Regions from separate parts of the Macaca mulatta genome. Here region 2 is linked to region 1. Evidence: chromatin contacts called from public Hi-C data. All regions are on one chromosome and are shown on one strand. The core of a region is the stretch at or near the end of the contact, and the rest is flanking DNA. Distances in the headings are between cores, read along the strand shown.

Region 1 (4,025 bases), core at 1,106-3,605:
TTAGGTAAAGAGCTCTTCTCCCCTTCTCAAACCATTAACAAAAATAAAAATAAACAAACTTTTCCTTGCAGGAAAATTTCCGTGAACCTGTGGTTTTGGGGGCAAGGGTGAGAACAACAGGCAAACCTAGTTCAGAACCTAGACAACTAGAGGGGTCTGCAAACAAGTCAAAACCAAAATAGGCGTGGTTGGTGAGCATGTACATTGGTACAGCCATTATGGGAGGCAGTATGGAGGCTCCTCAAAAAATTAAAAATAGAACTACAGTGTAAACCATATAGTATATACTACATATCATATATGTATATATACCATATATACAATATATACATATATACCATATATTCTGGGTATATATCCAAATAAAATGAAATCACTATGTCAAAGAGCTATCTGCATCACCATGCTCATTGCAGCATTATTCATAATAGCCAAAGTATGGACTCACCTAAGAGTGAACTAATGGACAAAGAAAATGTGAAATATAGGAATGTGGTATATATATGTATATTTATATACATAATGAATACTATGCAGCTTTTAAAAAGAAGAAAATCCTGTCATTTGTGATAACATGGATGAATTTATGCTAAGGGAAATAAGCCAGGCACAGAAACACAAATACTTCATGATCCCACTTATATGTAGAGTCAAAAAAAAGTGTAACTCGTAGAATTAGAAAGCAGAATAGTGGCAGGATCTCGGCTCATGACAACCTCTGCCTCCCAGGCTCAAGTGATCCTCCCATCTCAGCGTCTCAAGTAGCTGGGACTACAGGTGCCACTGTGCCTGGCTAATTTTTTTATTTTTTTGCAGAGATGGAGTCTCACTATGTTGCCCAGGCTGGACTCCAACTCCTGGTCTCAAGGGATCTGCCCACCTCGACCTCCCAAAGTGCTGGGATTACAGGCCTGAGCCACGACACCTGGCCGATCTTAAATATTCTTAGCACAAAATAAACATATACACACACGCACACACAACTATGTGATGTGATGGATATGTTAATTTAGTTTCATTGTGATAATCATTTCACAACATATACATCTATGAAAACATCACATGGTACACTATAAATACATATAATTTTTATTTAAAGCAGAAGAATTCTTTAAAAATAAACTAAAAAGGCAGTCCATAAGCTTCTGTTGAATGGATGAAAATCTGTACTATAAATAAAAACATAATATGCAAAGGTATTAATAAGATTTGGAAGAAAACCTAAGAGAGTGTTAACAGTAGTGACTACTGGGGATCACCGAGATACAGGGTATTAGGGATGGAAGGTTTACTTTTTTTTTTTTTTTTTTTTTTGAGACGGAGTGTCGCTCTGTCGCCCAGGCTGGAGTGCAGTGGCACGATCTCGACTCACTGCAACCTCTGCCTCCTGGGTTCAAGCGATTCTCCTGCCTCAGCCTCCCGAGTAGCTGGGACTACAGGCGCCCACCACCACGCCTGGGTAATTTTTTGTATTAAGAGACGGGGTTTCACCGTGTTAGCTAGGATGGTCTCGATCTCCTGACCTCGTGATCCGCCCGCCTCGGCCTCCCATAGTGCTGGGATTACCGGCGTGAGCCACCGCGCCCTGCCGGAAGGTTTGCTTTTCAATGGATCTTTGGGAAGTTTTAAAACATACATGCTCAACCTTTAGAAATTACTCTAGGGGAAATTCCTTCTCCACATCCTCTAGGTGTGCTTCCTTCCTCCTCTCAACACACTTCACTATCAAAACCTACATTACTTCCAACAGTCGACCCTCGAGGGAATAAGTCCCTGGTCCCCACGATCGTGACCAGCCAGTCCACACTGCCGACCCCAGAAATGCAGTCTCAAGTGCTCGGTCAGCGAGAAGAAAAGCGGGCGAGGTCCTTGTTCTGCAGGCCACAGCGAAGACAAAAACCTCCAGTTACTGGCCTCAGGTGTAAGGCTGCTCCGCATTGGCAGTGCGGGACCATTCCTATCATTATTACGTAGTCTTGTTTCCTTCTGGGAGAAAGCACCTGGGGAGAGTTGGGCTGGCCCCTTCGGGCGCTCCGGGACACGCGTCCTCTGTAACGCCGCAGCCTGCGCCAGCGTCGGACAGGGACGTCTCATGGAGGCCCGACTCGCATTTTTAGTTGTCAGATTCGCCACTTTTTGGTGTCAGAATTTAAAAGAAAAATTCCAGTTTCTCTATTTCAGAAGCTCTTTCTGTACAGAAAAACAGAAGCAGGAGATACTTCAGGCTTTTGAATTATTTTTCTCTTCTGGCGTCCACAGTATCTACATCCAGTGAGCGGGGACCGTGAGTCGAAAACGACGACGTGGATGCTCAGGCCACAGTTCCCGGCGCGCAGTCGCAGCTGCCCCTCGCTCCCGCCCCCGCCTGGAGTCCGACGTGGAAGTTGCTGGCTGAGTGGGCTTGCGAGGAAACCGCCTCGGAGCTGCAGCCGAAGGCCAAGGAATCACTGAAGATCGGCGAGGGAGGACAGGCGGTTCATCATGGGTGAGGGGTTCGAGAAGGGCACCCAGGCGCGTTCGAGGCGGCCGCGGCCGAGGGCTGGGGTGCAGAGGAGGAGAGGGGCCGGCTGGGGAACCCTAGAGTAGCCAGCTCCTCAGGGGGCGGGTCGCCGAGGACTTAACTTACCTCGGATCTTCATTTCTAGGGGTGGATCCGGCCTTTCGCGTTCTCCTCCGCCGTCTCTCGTTCCCCTTCATTCCCGCGGGGTCCGGGGACCCGGACAGCGCGGGTCTGCAGAGCCTGGGTTCGAGTTCTTTCCCCTTATCATGAAGTTTTCCCTCATCCCCAGCTCCACTTGCTGGGCAGAGTTGTTCTTGCGAAGGCTGGCAACGCGTCAGTCGCCGGTTCGCTGAGGTTTCTTGATGAAAGATGAGCTGCGGCCCCAGAGTGGAAGCTTAATTATTCTCTTTACCAGGGGCGCTGGGACGGCGTCAGTTTGAAAAATCCGAGAGCAGGTTTTGCTTATGTTGTTTTATGGCCAGTTTGGCGTTTGTCTGCTCATCTGCTGTAGCGTTTCATGCAATAATACGGGTATTTCTAGTCGATAAATGAAATTTTATTCTCAATTCTTGGCCCACTGATTGAGGGAACTTGCATTCTCACAAGCATCACTAGGGTCCAAATAAGGGTGCACGTTCTTTAACTTGTTTCCCACCCTCCAAATGAAGGTGCAGATTCTTTGGCTTGGTTAAATCCCTCCACAGTTTTCTGGGGAGCATACTTCTTGCTCCCAAGCATCACAGGCGCTGTCCTGTCTTCCATAACCCGCTTCAGTTTTGTTCCGGCTCTCTTCTACCTGTAAATGGTAGAAAGGACTTTGTCAAGTCACACCCATTCTGTTGAACTTTCCCAAGGTTCTCTAGCCCGTGGTGGTGTTCATTTTTCAACTGGCAGCTCTTAGTTATACCATGTCTTTGCCGAATAACAGTGTGGCATCCCTTCTGATGTGAACGATTTTTTTTTGTATCGTTAATGTAACTTGTTTTTAATCTTCTCTAATGGCTCTGGATGGGAAAAGGACTGTGCTTTTATACTACACAATACTTGGTGTACAGGAAGCTTTCTGGGAATATTTTGTGATGCATTGGATAGAGCTTTATTATTTTTTAAAATGGGTTTTCTGTCAAAAATTGTTGTTTTCAGCTTCTTTCTCAATTTCTTGTACTAGTTACATTGCTTGGTGGAGAACTCTGATTGAAGTTGGTTACAGTGGTACTGCCGCTGTACAATACTTTTCCTGTGCGAGGATTACATTGTCCCACTATCTTCCTTACTGGCCCCTTGGTTTTTGGGGGTAATGAGGGGATCATATTAAAATATTCCTATTCTGCTGATTAGAAAATGAGATTCCCAAAGACAGCGGCCATATTTCTCTTATTCTTTGGTTTATCTTCTGTGCCTGCATGACACAATATTTAGGACATAGTAACATAACTAATTACTTGTTTGATGTTGAATAATATATTTCATTAGGAGCAAAAATATGCACCTATGCATCCAGGAAATTATAATATTTAATTTGGTA
Region 2 (4,535 bases), core at 61-2,560, 360 kb before region 1:
CTGTAGAAAAACCTCTTCTTGCTCTTTTATGCCCATATAATTAGAAACCAACCCTAGGCAAGGCTTCTAATAAAAGAATAATTTTAGTGATATACCTTCTTACCAAACAAAGGGCCAGTACAAGTTATGAAATTAAACTAGACACACCTCGTCTTCGAGGTGATGCCAAGCCAGCACCTGGGCCCAAAACTGGCCTGCAGCCCCTCAGCTTCGCCCACTGCCTTCCGACCCTGGACCTTCGCAAAGTGAACGAGCTTCAGGACTTCGTGAAAATGTATAAGCAGGATCCGAGCAGTCTGCACACCGAGGAAATGTGCTTCCTGAGGGAGTGTGTGGAGAGCATGGGGGTGAAGTACCACGTGCTACTCAGAAAGCTATTATAAATCAGACGAAAATACCAAGGAATTAAAAACAAAAACAGGTAGTAAGAAGGTGGAGGAAAACATAAACACAGACGAGCCTTCAAGTGAGGAAAGTGATCTAGAAATTGATAACGAAGCTGTGATTGAACCAGACACTGATGCCCCTTGAGAAACGGGAGATGGGGGCCAGGCCTGGTGGCTCATGCCTGTAATCCCAGCACTTTGGGAGGCCAAGGCGGGTGGATCATATGTCAGGAGACCAGCCTGGCCAATGTGGTGAAATCCTGCCTCTACTAAAAATACAAAAAAAAATTAGCTGGGCATGGTGATGCATGCCTGTAATCCCAGCTATTCGGGAGGCTGAGGCAGGAGAATCACTTGAACCCGGGAGATGGAGGTTGCAGTGAGCTGAGATCACATCACTGTATTCCAGCCTTGGCAATAAAGTGAGACTTCATCTCAAAAAATAGAAATAAAAATAAGTAAATAAATAAATTATTCTAGAATAGTGACTTTTTCTCTCCAGGGAGCCCTCAGAAATGCTTTGGGGTGCTGTGAGAGGGAGGACAGGGACCCAGGCAGACTACTAATCCCCTGCGTGGCCTGCCTCCCAACACCCGGCACATATGCCGAGGCAAGATAGTGACTCAGTGAGAACCAGCTTAGCGAGTGCTAAATATATGCCAGGCACTCACTAAGTAAAAGAGGTAAAAGAAAGTGATGAGTCAGGAAGACAGTTACAAGCACCTGCAGGTGCTCACACATGCACCTAATCTGTGAGAAGAGTTAATGGCCTATGTAATAAGGGGAAAAGATATAAATGAAATTTCTAACTCTAACCTCTGGTGTTTTGGACTACGTACGCTTAGGAAACTGCTTAGAAAATGAGCTAAGAATAGTCATGCAGCAAACAGAAGAGCTCAGAATAAGCTCATAATAATTTGTGTTTGCTTCTGTTTTATAGATTGAGAAAGAAAACCATAGGCTCTTTTAGAAGCACTAGTTCAGGAGAAGGATTTTACTATCCTACATTTGTGGTTTTCAGGCCTCTCCACTTTTCCTGAGTGATGAAAGCCTCTTCGTAGGAAGTTGCGTGATACAGAGTCAGAACAGACAACAGATAAAGCGTGGTGTGGACTTTGGTAGGGGTGGCAAAGCCTGTTTGTAGAACTTGATGTTTGTGATGTTCACTCTTAGATTTATGATTGCCCCAAAAGCTTTGCTCCGAAAGCTAGTTTTCCCATGGAAGCACTTCAGGCAGCCCTGCCGAAGATGCTCCTCCCGGGCATGTGGCACAAAAGCTGTTCAGACACCCGACTAGCAGATGTGCTTGTCACCAATTCCAGCAAGGTTAATTACATTGCAGGTTTTAAGCCCAATATAAGCAGATTGATAATATTCTAGAAGAAAAGTCACAAAACTGTTGGCCAGCAGGCATATTTGCAAAGAAGTCAAAAATCATTTGAGCCAACATTGAAAAATTGGGGAGATTTCATACAGCAGTTGGGGATTCTTGCCTCTGAGGAGACTGGCAGCACTTGGTGCCACTGAGTGGTTGCAGCTTTCAGATGGCTCTGAGGTGTCGAGTTTGCCACTGCCTTTACCACTCCTTCTTATTTTTAGATGCCTGTTTTGTTAACATTCATTTGGGAAATGCATCTGGTCTGTGTAGGTCTTTTTGTTGTGTTTTGATATTGTCTTACCATTTCAAGATTAAAGATCAGGGTGGTTGTGGTGGCTCACGCCTGTTATCCCAGCACTTTGGGAGGCCAAGGCAGGCGGATCACCTGAGGTCAGGAGGTGGAGACCAGCCTGGCCAACATGGTGAAACCCTGTCTCTACTAAAAATACAAAAATCAGCTGGCCGTGGTGATGCATTCCTGTAGTCCCAGCTACTTGGGAGGCTGAGGAAGGAGAATCGTTTGAACCCTGGAGGCGGAGGTTGAGGTGAGCCAAGATCACGCCACTGTGCTCCAGCCTGGCGACAGAGCGAGACTCTATCTCAAAAAAAAAAAAAAAAAAGGCCGGGCGTGGTGGCTCAAGCCTGTAATCCCAGCACTTTGGGAGGCCGAGACGGGCGGATCACGAGGTCAGGAGATCGAGACCATGCTGGTTAACACGGTGAAACCCCGTCTCTACTAAAAAATACAAAAAATTAGCCGGGTGAGGTGGCGGGCGCCTGTAGTCCCAGCTACTCGGGAGGCTGAGGCAGGAGAATGGTGTGAACCCGGGAGGCGGAGCTTGCAGTGAGCTGAGATCCGGCCACTGCACTCCAGCCTGGGTGACAGCGCGAGACTCCGTCTCAAAAAAAAAAAAAAAAAAAAAAAAAGAAAGATTAAAGAGCAGACTGGGAATTTGAAGGTGCCTCATCCTTGAGACTCAGTCTTTTCATGTGTAATCCTCTTGTTATTTGATAGTTGCAGTTGTATTCAGAGGCCAGTGTAGCACTTCTGAAACTGAATAACCCCAAGGATTTTCAAGAATTGAACAAGCAAACTAAGAAGAACATGACCATTGATGGAAAAGAACTGACCATAAGTCCTGCATATTTATTATGGGATCTGAGTGCTATCAGCCAGGTAAGGGATGCACAGAAGCTTTTACAACCCAAATCAAGAGTTAGGATGTTAAAAATGTGTAAGTTACTGTATTAGAAGAGGAAAGGGGACTTACAGAGAGGTGAGTTGATTGGAACTTTTCTAATTTTCCAGTCACTGCCGTTGGTTTGGTATTAACTGAAGTGACCTAGAATCAGATCCAATAACCTTTTTTATAAAGTGTGTTAGAGAAATGCTGTCTGTTTGAATTTTGGGTTTAAAAATATATATACTGATCTTCTGCATTTTTTGTAATGTTTAAAATTAAGACTCCATTGTTAAAAGTCTGCCAGAGCACCTTGAGAGCAGATGGGGCAGAAGGAAGGGACAAAGAGGAGGAGGTGTGACTTAAGGGGTATTTCACATCTTCATGTGCCAAGGGTTTTTCTCAGTCTAAGCAGGATGAAGACATCTCTGCCAGTCGTTTTGAAGATAACGAAGAACTGAGGTACTCACTGCGATCTATTGAGAAGCATGCACCATGGGTTCGGAATATTTTCATTGTCACCAACGGGCAGATTCCATCCTGGCTGAACCTTGACAATCCTCGAGTGACAATAGTAACACACCAGGTACAAGACTTTCTAAAAATTACGAGACTGTGGTTTCTAATTCTGCTCCTTTAGTGTGGTACAGGGATTTCCATAATTTCATTCTCCGTACCCTTCTACCTTCATTTCTGCCTTTCTTTAGCTCTTCATTGCCTTCCCTTCCTTCCTTTCAAAAACTAAACCAAACCCAAACAGCTCTCATTCACTCTCTTTTTTTGTTTGCTGTTGTTAAAAGGATGTTTTTCGAAATTTGAGCCACTTGCCTACCTTTAGTTCACCTGCTATTGAAAGTCACATTCATCGCATCGAAGGGCTGTCCCAGAAGTTTATTTACCTAAATGATGATGTCATGTTTGGGAAGGATGTCTGGCCAGATGATTTTTACAGTCACTCCAAAGGCCAAAAGGTGAGTGCCTAAGAGGAGGGGGGATGTCTAGTGTGGAAGTCACTTAGCAAATCAGAAAATCAGTGCACATACTACTATAGTCAAATATCACACAGGCCAGGCACGGTGGCTTACACCTGTAATCCCAGTACTTTGGGAGGCAGAGGTGGGTGGATCACTTGACCCTAGGAGTTTGAGACCAGCTTGGGAAGCACAGGGAGACAAATAATTGTTTTACTTTACAAAAAGTAAATTGTTTTACTTTACAAAAAGTAAAACAATTATTTGGGCCCAGTGGAATACTCATGTAGTCTCAGCTACTTGGGTGTTGGGGGCCAGTCGGGGGAGTGGGGGCTCACTGGCCAAAATGAGAAGATTACTTTAGCCTGAATGTTGAGGCTGCAGTGAGCTGTGATTGTACCACTGCACCCCAGCTTGGGTGACAGAGTGAGAACCTGATCTTGAAAAATAAAATAAAAAATATATATATATATATGATCAAATAATCATTTTTGAGTGCTAAGCTCAGAAGTCAACAATTAAGAAGAACACTACAGTTAGAAATTTGCTTTGCTACATTCTTAGACACCCAGGATCCTCACTTTTCCCTGACCATCTAAATTTTCTACTACTACGATAG

Evidence for each region. A called contact is a pair of places that touch in the nucleus more often than the background predicts.
Region 2: a Hi-C map of cortical neurons shows a contact between it and region 1, with 5 times the contacts expected there. The contact joins the enhancer-like site here to the promoter of ARL1 in region 1. A contact is called at or near these places in 4 of 14 Hi-C or Micro-C datasets (cortical neurons, fetal cortex germinal zone, fetal cortical plate and 1 more).

The regions. Positions count from the first base shown.
Region 1 is chr11:108,724,468-108,728,492 of T2T-MMU8v2.0, reverse strand. ARL1 (ADP ribosylation factor like GTPase 1) reads left to right here and starts at 2,355. Exons shown (of 6, transcript XM_015152578.3): 1 at 2,355-2,485. The coding sequence starts at 2,482.
Region 2 is chr11:109,081,981-109,086,515 of T2T-MMU8v2.0, reverse strand. GNPTAB (N-acetylglucosamine-1-phosphate transferase subunits alpha and beta) reads left to right here. Exons shown (of 21, transcript XM_077954804.1): 8 at 2,780-2,941; 9 at 3,352-3,531; 10 at 3,746-3,916. Among named protein-coding and RNA genes, the nearest start is that of SYCP3, 35 kb to the right of the region's middle. Within about 2 kb of position 1,310, at least 4 of the 40 cell types and tissues checked have an H3K27ac peak or open chromatin away from gene starts, as enhancers often do. A contact at or near this core is called in cortical neurons, where this site is marked.